2 separate regions of the Xenopus laevis genome follow, and region 1 is linked to region 2. The links are chromatin contacts, called in public Hi-C maps. All regions are on one chromosome and are shown on one strand. Each heading gives the region's core, a stretch centred on a gene start, on an enhancer-like site or on the middle of the called end of the contact. The rest is flanking DNA. Distances are from core to core; before and after follow the strand shown.

Evidence for each region. A called contact is a pair of places that touch in the nucleus more often than the background predicts.
Region 1: a contact with region 2 is called in a Hi-C map of the XL177 cell line, with 2.3 times the contacts expected there. The contact joins the promoter of prex1.L here to the enhancer-like site in region 2. A contact is called at or near these places in 2 of 4 Hi-C or Micro-C datasets (the XL177 cell line and the XTC cell line).

The regions. Positions count from the first base shown.
Region 1 is chr9_10L:10,143,154-10,148,566 of Xenopus_laevis_v10.1, forward strand. prex1.L (phosphatidylinositol-3,4,5-trisphosphate-dependent Rac exchange factor 1 L homeolog) reads right to left here and starts at 3,793. Exons shown (of 40, transcript NM_001090233.1): 1 at 3,466-3,793. The coding sequence starts at 3,609.
Region 2 is chr9_10L:10,029,507-10,034,800 of Xenopus_laevis_v10.1, forward strand. prex1.L (phosphatidylinositol-3,4,5-trisphosphate-dependent Rac exchange factor 1 L homeolog) reads right to left here. Exons shown (of 40, transcript NM_001090233.1): 13 at 1,374-1,423. Among protein-coding and RNA genes, the nearest start is that of prex1.L, 110 kb to the right of the region's middle. Within about 2 kb of position 3,150, at least 1 of the 7 cell types and tissues checked has an H3K27ac peak or open chromatin away from gene starts, as enhancers often do.

The sequences.
Region 1 (5,413 bases), core at 2,543-5,042, 110 kb after region 2:
CAAAACTGAGTTCCCTTAACAAGCGGGTGTCACTGGGGGAATGTGGCCTTTAAAGCCCACTAGTAAGTGTCTCTGCTGTGCAACGGCAACTCATACAAACGTATGCCTACGCCGGAGTTGCCATATTGCTTTCCAATTTCCATTAATATATTTAAGAGAAGCCACATTGAGAGGTAACCACAAGAGGCGATGTTTCCTTGTTGTCTATGGAGAATGTTTCAGCTTCATAAACCAACACTGCGAATCTAAATTACTATACTCAAATACAATATCCAGAGAAAGAACTTCAACTATACCTTCCTGATGTAATAATGGGGGCATTATACGTATAAATATAAATATACATGAAGGAATGTTCTGAGCACACAATAAGCTATACCCTCATACTGTACTGTCTAATAGAATCAATATGGCACCTCCTTCCCATATGTATAAATACAAATATACAGAGAAGGAATGTTCTGAGCACACAATAAGCTATACCCTCATACTGTACTGTCTAATAGAATCAATATGGCACCTCCTTCCCATATGTATAAATACAAATATACAGAGAAGGAATGTTCTGGGCACACAATAAGCTATACCCTCATACTGTACTGTCTAAGGGAAACAATATGGCACCTCCTTCCCATATGTATAAATACAAATATACAGAGAAGGAATGTTCTGGGCACACAATAAGCTATACCCTCATACTGTACTGTCTAAGGGAAACAATATGGCACCTCCTTCCCATATGTATAAATACAAATATACAGAGAAGGAATGTTCTGGGCACACAATAAGCTATACCCTCATACTGTACTGTCTAAGGGAATCAATATGGAATCTCCTTCCCATATGTATAAATACAAATATACAGAGAAGGAATGTTCTGGGCACACAATAAGCTATACCCTCATACTGTACTGTCTAAGGGAATCAATATGGAATCTCCTTCCCATATGTATAAATACAAATATACAAAGAAGGAATGTTCTGGGCACACAATAAGCTATACCCTCATACTGTACTGTCTAAGGGAAACAATATGGCACCTCCTTCCCATATGTATAAATACAAATATACAAAGAAGGAATGCTCTGGGCACAAAGCAGATAATTCTTTTATACTTTTTTTTGTGTCAAATGGAAAATAAAACCAACTTTTAATAGGGTATAGACTTCCCCCATAACCTTATTATAGAGCAGGAGCAGTGCTTGTTAATGGAGAACACATTGCCCTTTCTTTCAATCAGCAGCAAAGGGAAAATAAATGGGGGAAAGTGCTAAGCGGGGCTATTGTGTCACTTCAAACGCAGCCCATTATTGGAGTTATCAATAAATAGCACTTGGGTGTCGTGTGAGAGTCTCCCAGACCACCAAACAAAATGCTCATTGTTTTCCAATTGGTTCCAGGGCCGCTCCCCCCAGGACAGGAAGGTTTATAAATCCCCAGAAACGACAGAACTTTCACTTGTCAATGGCTCATTAAAGGGGGGGTTGTTCACCTTTAAATTAACTGTTAGTATGCTGTAGAGAGTGATATTCTGAGACAAATTGCGATTGGTTTTCATTTTTTATTATTTGTGGTTTTTTCAGTTATTTAGCTTTTTATTCAGCAGCTCTCCAGTCTGCAAATTCAGTAAACTGGTTGCTAGGGTCCAAATTACCTTAGCAACCATGCATTGATTTGAATAAGAGACTGGAATATAGATGAATGAAAAGCAGCAAAGCAATAAACGTGCAGCCTTACACAGCATTTGTTTTTTAGATGGGGGTCAGTGACCCCCATTTGAAAACTGGGGAGAGTCAGGGGAAGAAGGCCAATCATTTTAAAACAAAAAAAATGAAGGCCAATTGAAAAGTTGCTTAGAATTAGCCATTCTATAACATACTAAAAGTTAACTTAAAGGTGAACCACCCCTTTAAGTAGCATAGCTGGAAGAGGTGCTGCAGCATCTCAGATGACTCCCTATTATCCGTCACAGAAAGTTTAGGGATTTATTTCACATGGAATGTGGACGATTCTTACTGGAAGCCATAAGAGGAGGAGGACTGGCACCCCGAGGAAGTGATAACCTGACCACTTGCTGCCTTCATGTCACTATAAAAAGCTTTACGGCCAGCAGTAAAGCAGGAAGATAATAAAATAATCCCTTTAACCGCAGTTATCTGAGCCCTTTAAACCACTTTTACTGCCTGTGATTAGGGAAAGCAGAGAGGGAAGGGTGAGGATTCTGATTGGGCAGAGACACACGCTTAAATTCGGGGAGATTTAGTCGCTTGGCGATAAATCGCCTCTTCTTCGTGGGCGACTAATCTCCTGCCGGGTAGAATGTAAATCGCCGGCGGGATGGTAATCGGTGCGCTTCGTTTTCCGAAGTCGCGCAAAGTTTCCTCACCAGGAAACTTCGGGCTACTTTGGAAAGCTTTGGGCAACTTTAGAAAACGAAGCGATCCGAGTGCCACCGCGCCGGCAATTTAGATTCTAGCTGGCAAAAGGTAGTTCGGGGAGATTAGTCGCCATGAAGAAGAGGAGATTTATCGCCAGGCGACTAAGGGAAGAGACACACGCTCAGATTCAGGGAGATTAGACGCCCAGCGACAAATCTCTTCTTTGGGGCGACTAATCTCCCCAAACTGCTTAGTTTTTCCGAAGTCGCCTCACGAGGAAACTTCGGGCGACATCGGAAAGCCAAAGCGATCTGACTGTGTTTTCCAAAGTCGCCCGAAGTTTCCTCGTAAGGCGACTTCGGAAAACGAATCGCTCTGAGTGCCATCCCGCCGGCGATTTACATTCTAGCCGGCTGAAGGCAGTTCGGGGAGATTAGTCGCTGAAGAAGAAGTGATTTGTCTCTGGGCGACTAATCTCCCCGAATCTGAGCCTGTGTCTCTTCCCTTATTGTCCTGATGTGCATGTGACAAGCAGTATATGTATATACAATAGGGCACCCAGCAGACACGTTCCCCGCTTACATACGCGATGTCAGATCATTTAAATCTCCCAAATGCATCCCCCCTCCCCCACCGGAGTCCTAGTTCCTTCCCCAAATCCTTCAATGAACATCCTCCATTTAGTCAACAAAGAAACAGAATTGCACCCCCATTACCCAGGGCTGCTGCTGTTCTGGAGTGATATCACAATGGTGAAAGCATGTGCTATTAATCAGTGCATGTAAATATCACTTAAAGGGGCAGCACCGCTTTTTCCCCAAACCTGGTTCCACTTTGTGAGCCTTGACCGGGGTGTGAAAAAAAGAACAAGTCCAACTGTCTGGACTACAGCTCCCAGAATCCCCTGCAGGAGGGTGTCAGACAGAGAGATGTCAGGCAGAATAGAGATATAGAATACAAAGCTCAGCACAAACCCCCCCAGACATACAACATGGGGTTCAGCAGAAGATCTAAGTGAGATCCTGGACAAGGAGCACGTGACCCAGGTTGGGATGAATTCGCCGCAGTAAAGTGCAGAGTTACTCACAGACTGGAGGAAGCGCAGGGTCCCCACATAATCGCGCTCCGTATTGAGGGTCTCGTTCAGGACACACAGTCTCAGTCTCAGCTGTCGCTCCGACTCCTTGTTGCAACTCTCCCCGGGGCTCGCGGCTGACCCCACTCCCTCCATGTCTTCAGGGACCCCCCACAACCCCCCTACAATCCAAACTGATGCGACCCCCCTCCCTCCTCGGCCGCCGGTGCAGTCGCTTGGGCACAAGTCACAGTGCGACGCTGTACGGTCCGGCGCCACCGCGCTCCACCTTCATCCTGCGCCTCATGCAAATCCTTCCAGCGCAAAGTTTGCCCCTCAGCTGCTCCTCGCCGGACTCCTGTGCCGCTGCCTCCTGGGGAGAGACATGTCCCGCACTCACTCGCTCACTGGGGCTGCCCTCTGTCTGCTGCCGCCGCTACTGCGTCTGAAACGCCTCCAGAGACTCAGCAGCAGCGCTCAGTAGCGTGTAACAGCCAGGAGGGGGAGGGTTAATACAAAGCTGCAGCTTCCCCTTGCACATGGGCTACTGGGGGTGTGAATATGCCTGTAACTGGGGGTGTGAGTAATTCAGTAACTGGGGGTGTGAGTAACGGTGTAAGTCTATAACTGGGGGTGTGAGTCTATAACTGGGGGTGTGAGTCTATAACTGGGGGTGTGAGTAAGTCTGTAACTGGGGGTGTGAGTAAGTCTATAACTGGGGGTGTAAGTCTATAACTGGGGTGTCAGTAAGTCTATAACTGGGGGTGTAAGTCTATAACTGGGGGTGTGAGTAAGTCTGTAACTGGGGGTGTGAGTAAGTCTATAACTGGGGGTGTAAGTCTATAACTGGGATGTGAGTAAGTCTATAACTGGGGGTGTAAGTCTATAACTGGGGGGGTGTGAGTAAGTCTATAACTGGGGGTGTGAATTAGTCTGTAACTGGGGGTGTGAGTAAGTCTATAACTGGGGTGTGAGTAACTCTATAACTGGGGGTGTAAGTATATAACGGGGCCCCATGAGGCCCTAATTAATGGGTAATATTAATATATACTGGTAAAACAAGACAACCTCTGGAGAGTTTGGGGCCCCTCAAATTACTTTGCTGTGGGGCCGGTAACATCTAGTTATGGCACTGGGCACAACCAGAAAGTGTACAAACCTGGGTGACTGAACACTGATAGTGGGGCACAACCCAGAGAGAGAACAAATCTGCTGGTAGGGGACAATGCAGAAGGAAAGCAGGTCTTTACACTACTAGTGTGTAGATAAAGCTGGACATGGGCTGATATAAATTACTGACATGGGCCCTTTAGTCTTGGGCAAATAGTTATAGGACAGGCTGGAAAATCCCATTGGGTGAGGACTGTGCTCATGCGCTGATGATGGGAAAATATACCGGCCTTCCTATATTTTGCTATTTCTGCCTTATTAATAACATTGGCATCAAGCACCATTTCTACCTGCTGAGCCAGTAAAATAGCGACCAGGTGGAAACGCCAGCTGTGATTGGCTATATGCTAGCCCCCAGGTCCGGACAGAGAATTAAAATAGGCCCTGGCATTTCAGGTACACAGAGGCCCAATCAGCCCACATAGAGGCCCAAACAGCCTTCACCAGCCCACTAAATACTGACTTTCTATGGGACCTTATAGCAGCCCCTCTGGCATTTGCCAGAACTCACAGATTGCCAGTCCGGGCCTGCTAGCCCCTATGTGGACTGGCAGCCTACAGTTATATGTGGTATAGCCGGTAAAACACCTGCCTAGGCCGAGGCTGGTATTACAAATTTACCGGCAATTTAGCTGCCGGTAAATTTGTAATATTCCTAACAGAAGCCCTCGGCCTGCCCCCAACCCACTCAAAATTTACCTTTTTTGCTGCTTTCTGGCCAAGCGTGCGTTCTGGCTTTGCCCCTTTATGCCACGACCCGCCCCTTTCTATGCCACAGCCCTTCCCCCTT
Region 2 (5,294 bases), core at 1,900-4,399:
TGGCCGACGCTTATACAGACTTTAGTGGGCGGATTTGGCAGTGGGCGGATGACAAAGTCGCAGAGGAGTAGCAAGATGGCCGACGCTTATACAGACTTTCGTGCAGGTACGCAACCGGTTCCCCTCCTAGAGTGACGCTAGCGCCGCCATTAGACAAACTTGCAAAGGAGTAGCAAGATGGCCGATGCTTATACAGACTTTAGTGGGCGGATGACAAACTCGCAGAGGAGTAGCAAGATGGCCGACGCTTATACAGACTTTAGTGGGCGGATTTGGCAGTGGGCGGATGACAAAGTCGCAGAGGAGTAGCAAGATGGCCGACGCTTATACAGACTTTCGTGCAGGTACGCAACCGGTTCCCCTAGTGTGACGGTGAGCGCATCTGCCTCCCTAGATCCTAACCTTCCAGCGGTCGCCGCCTGAGTGAGCAGGAAAGAAGAGGCGGCGGGAGGCAGAAGGAGACGGTGAGCGCATCTGCCTCCCTAGATCCTAACCTTCCAGCGCATCTGCCTCCCCGATCCTAACCTGTTCTGATCCTAACCTTCCAGCACATCTGCTAATCGAAGGCCGCATCTATGTCTTTCGGCTGAAGTTGCGCGCGCATCTCATAGATCCTAACCGAAGTTGCGTGCGCATCTGCCTCCCCTCCACTCGGGACATAGATAGGCCTTCGGTTAGTATATAGGATATATGATTTATATTAGGGTGTTTCTTGTTTACACCAGTGCTACAAGCCTTAGAGAATTAAACAGCAGAGTGCTGAATATACATTAAGAGGAACAGAGGAAAGTAATTTAATATCATGGACCTTACCTGACCTTATAAGCAATCTGCACAGTAATATTTTAACTCCAGCATAAAAGGAAAATAAGGACTTTTGTGATGATCGGTGCTATTATTGATTGTTGAGCTAAACACCAAGAATCTAAGTGGATGGTTTTATTAACTGAAAGGTTCGAATCCCAAGCCAATTGAGCAATTTGATTGTACGGCCTGGTTCTGGTTCAGTAATCTAATTTAGCTTGAAGTGATGCAAATTCTGATTGATAAAAGGTCAAAGCTGGGGACCCTCTTAGCATGACAAAGGTGCTGGGGCCTCGTTCCATGAAAAAAAACTCAAGAACATGAATTGCCTCTTCTGTTCTATGTCTGAAGGTACACTGTGTATATTTTAGGCTTGCGTATCATTTTATTTGGCTTTGGCCTTACAAAGGATTTCAGCAGTATGGCATCAATTATCCAGAAAGCTTGGGACCTCAGACCCATGACAGCTAAATATATCTCTGCTATGTCATTTTCTCTTTGTAAATGTAAAATGCTGATTAAATAAATCCCAAGAGGGGTCATTACTGGAAATGATCTGTAAGACTTACTTGACCACTGGAGTAAAAAGGCTGTGCAGCCGGCAGTAGAGCCTCACGCCCTGTAAGGATGAGAACAGATTTATAGGTTTCATCCAGGCCATATTAAAGGCAACCAAACACAAACAAGAAAGAAAGGACATTTTTGTTTTCTTCTTCACTTTAAACAGGCAAATAACACACATGAGAAGCTGCAGGACCTGAAAAAGAACTGGGATACCTAAAAAAGCAGAGGGATACCTATGCTGCCATATTTTTATGGTATCTCTCTGTACAGACTATGAGCAAACTTAGGGGACTGTTCCTACTGAATTGTGCTTAGTACAGGGGAATACCTATACTGTCATAGTTTTATGGGATCTCTCTGTACAGACTATGAGCAAACTTAGGAGTCTGATCCTGCTGAATTGTGCTTAGTACAGGGAATACCTATGCTGCCATAGTTTTATGGTATCTCTCTGTACAGACTATGAGCAAACGTAGGGGGCTGTTCCTGCTGAATTGTGCTTAGTACAGGGGAATGCCTGTGCTGTCATAGTTTTATGGTATCTCTCTGTACAGACTATGAGCAAACTTAGGGACTGTTCCTGCTGAATTGTGCTTAGTACAGGGGAATACCTATGCTGCCATAGTTTTATGGTATCTCTCTGTACAGACAATGAGCAAACTTAGGGGACTGTTCCTGCTGAATTGTGCTTAGTACAGAGGAATTCCTATGGTGCCATAGTTTTATGGTATCTCTCTGTACAGGCTATGAGCAAACTTAGGGGGCTGTTCCTGCTGAATTGTGCTTAGTACAGGGGAATGCCTGTGCTGTCATAGTTTTATGGTATCTCTCTGTACAGACTATGAGCAAACTTAGGGACTGTTCCTGCTGAATTGTGCTTAGTACAGGGGAATACCTATGCTGCCATAGTTTTATGGTATCTCTCTGTACAGACTATGAGCAAACTTAGGGGACTGTTCCTGCTGAATTGTGCTTAGTACAGAGGAATTCCTATGCTGCCATAGTTTTATGGTACCTCTCTGTACAGGCTATAAGCAAACTTAAGGGGCCGTTCCTGCTGATTTGTGCTTAGTACAGGGGAATGCCTATGCTGCTATAGTTTTATGGTATCTATCTGTACAGACTATGAGCAAACTTAGGGGGCTGTTCCTGCTGAATTGTGCTTAGTACAGGGGAATACCTATGCTGCCATAGTTTTATGGGATCTCTCTGTACAGACTATGAGCAAACTTAGGGGACTGTTCCTGCTGAATTGTGCTTAGTACAGGGGGATACCTATGCTGCCATAGTTTTATGGGATTTCTCTATACAGACTATGAGCAAACTTAGGGGACTGTTCCTGCTGAATTGTGATTAGTACAGGGGAATACCTATGCTGCTATAGTTTTTGGGATCTTTCTGAACAGGCTATGAGCAAACTTAGGGGACTGTTCCTGCTGAATTGTGCTTAGTACAGGGGAATACCTATGCTGCCATAGTTTTATGTTAACTCTCTGTACAAGTTATCAGCAAACGTGGGGTTGTTTCTTTTAACATTTTGCTGGCTCTGTTCCCCTTTGCTGGAGGCTATTCCACGCTATTACATGGGCACCTTCTCTTTTGTGTTTAGAAAAACAGCAGAGCATATACTCTGGAGCATTTTTCATTTAGTTCCCTATAGTAAAATTGCTGCCTATAAAGCCTTTGCCTATAATTGTTGCTTGGCACCTGCGGAGCGGTGTTTAGCCTCACAGGACTGAGTCAGAATGAAGCACAGAATGTCACTGCAGATAAGCCCATGGTTTCTATGTAGCCTCTATCTAATTCAAACATCTGCTGATGTGCCTGGTTGGGATGGATGGCGGGGGTAAGAGACAGATTTAACATATTCTCTCCTTTCACCTTATAAACAGACATAAGCAATTTTCATTTTAGCCGGCGGAGGGCAGGGGGAAGGCAGTTCAGGGAGATTGTTACCCCGAAAAAGACGCGATTTGTCGTTGGGGCGACTAATCTCCCTGAATCTGCGTGGCCTGACCCTAAGTGGCCAATGTTGCAGCTCTTGGGGTTCCCATACCCTTAATTGTAACCCATGTAAATAAAAATGCACTCTGTATATTACCTATTATTCTTGCTGAATATTTAGTGGTCAATAAGATGAATTTGGTTAGCGCTAATCTTCCTATTCCCAGAAGGTCCATATTTGAATCCTCTGGAGCTGTTACGAACAGGCGGATAGTCTTTTGCTTTAAGAATTGCTAATTATTTTTATTACGCCTATGTTATCACCCATCACAATAAAGAAGTGGTTTAACCCAATAGAAAGCGGGGACAATGAACATTGGGCTTTTGCAGGAAACAAAAAGATATGAATCTCATTTTCCTTTCCCATGTGTTTCTATGAATGGGCCTTTCCCTAAATTTCCCCTCCCCCTCCCTCGGGGGCCAGATTAATACCATGGCTCCCTCTCATTAATGGGGAAGGGAGGTAAGGAGAGACCTGAATAACCCGGCACATTCATCACGTTAACGAGCAGAGTCGTACTGGCCAGTTAATCTGTTATTTTATCTGGAATCATGTTAATGTGGCTAATAAATTAGTGTGCCAACCACATGCAAAGATTAAGGCAAATAAAGCAGAGTGTAACACACGGGCAGATTCGGGGAGATTTAGTCGCCTAAATGGCCGACAATCTCCCCAAACTTCCTTCGCATGTCTTCCCGTCCGCTATAATGAAAAGTCTCCTGCGCTAAAGCACATGCGGCTCTTCGTTTTCTGAAGTCGCCCGAAGTTGCCTCACGAAGGAAACTTCAGGCGACTTAATGAAAAGTCGTCTGTGCTAAAGCACACGCGGTGCTTCGTTTTCCGAAGTTGCCTCACAAAGAAACTTCGGACGACTTCAGAAAACGAAGCACCGCGTGTGCTTTAGCGCAGGCGACTTTTCATTAAAGTGGACGGGAAGATACGCGAAGGCAGTTCGGGGAGATTGTCGCCCAGAAGAAGAGGCGATTCTCCTGAAATCTCCCCCAATCTGCCCGTGTGTCTCAACCCTATACAATAAGGAGCTATAAGAATCATCTACACGACTGGCAGTATGGAATTCCTGGCTTTATATACAGTAACTGCTCATCTCACTATAGGACTGACACTACATGCAGAAAGTGCTTTCTCTTCTGTAGTGAGCCAGGAGGTGGCAATTCCTTTCACAACTCGTTAGCCAGAAACCACTAAATTGCCAACAAGATACATTCGCAGTGTGGCCTAGTGGGATGTCATTTTGATACAATGAGCCAACGAGCAGGTCCCATCTGGATGACAATATTTCTGCTAGTCAGGAGCTAATCAGCCTAATGGGCCCATATCTGACATTTTAGGAGGGGGCCGTTGGGGTCAGCAGAACAATAGGGAAGGGTTTCAAATGCAGTGTCTGGGACTTTACAAACCTGTGCAACAATCATACCACTGACATCATTTATATCATCCCACCTGCATCACTGCTCAAATGTGTTTTTAAATTTGTCAGTTATTTTAGCTTTCCCTTTATGAATTATAAAATACATAGGTTATAAATATTTTTCTGCCTATTTATTTATTAACAGTTTCCTACAATTGCTCATATCTTGTACACAGAGATACCATAACACTTACCACAATACATATTTTCCCTGCAATAAGCACAATTCAGCAGGAACAGTCCCCTAAGTTTGCTCATAGTCTGTACAGAGAGATCCCATAAAACTATGGCAGCATAGGTATTCCTCTGTACTAAGCACAATTCAGCAGGAACAGTCCCCTAAGTTTGCTCATAGTCTGTACAGAGAGATCCCATAAAACTATGGCAGCATAGGTATTCCTCTGTACTAAGCACAATTCAGCAGGAACAGCCCCTAAGTTTGCTCATAGTCTGTACAGAGAGATCCCATAAAACTATGGCAGCATAGGTATT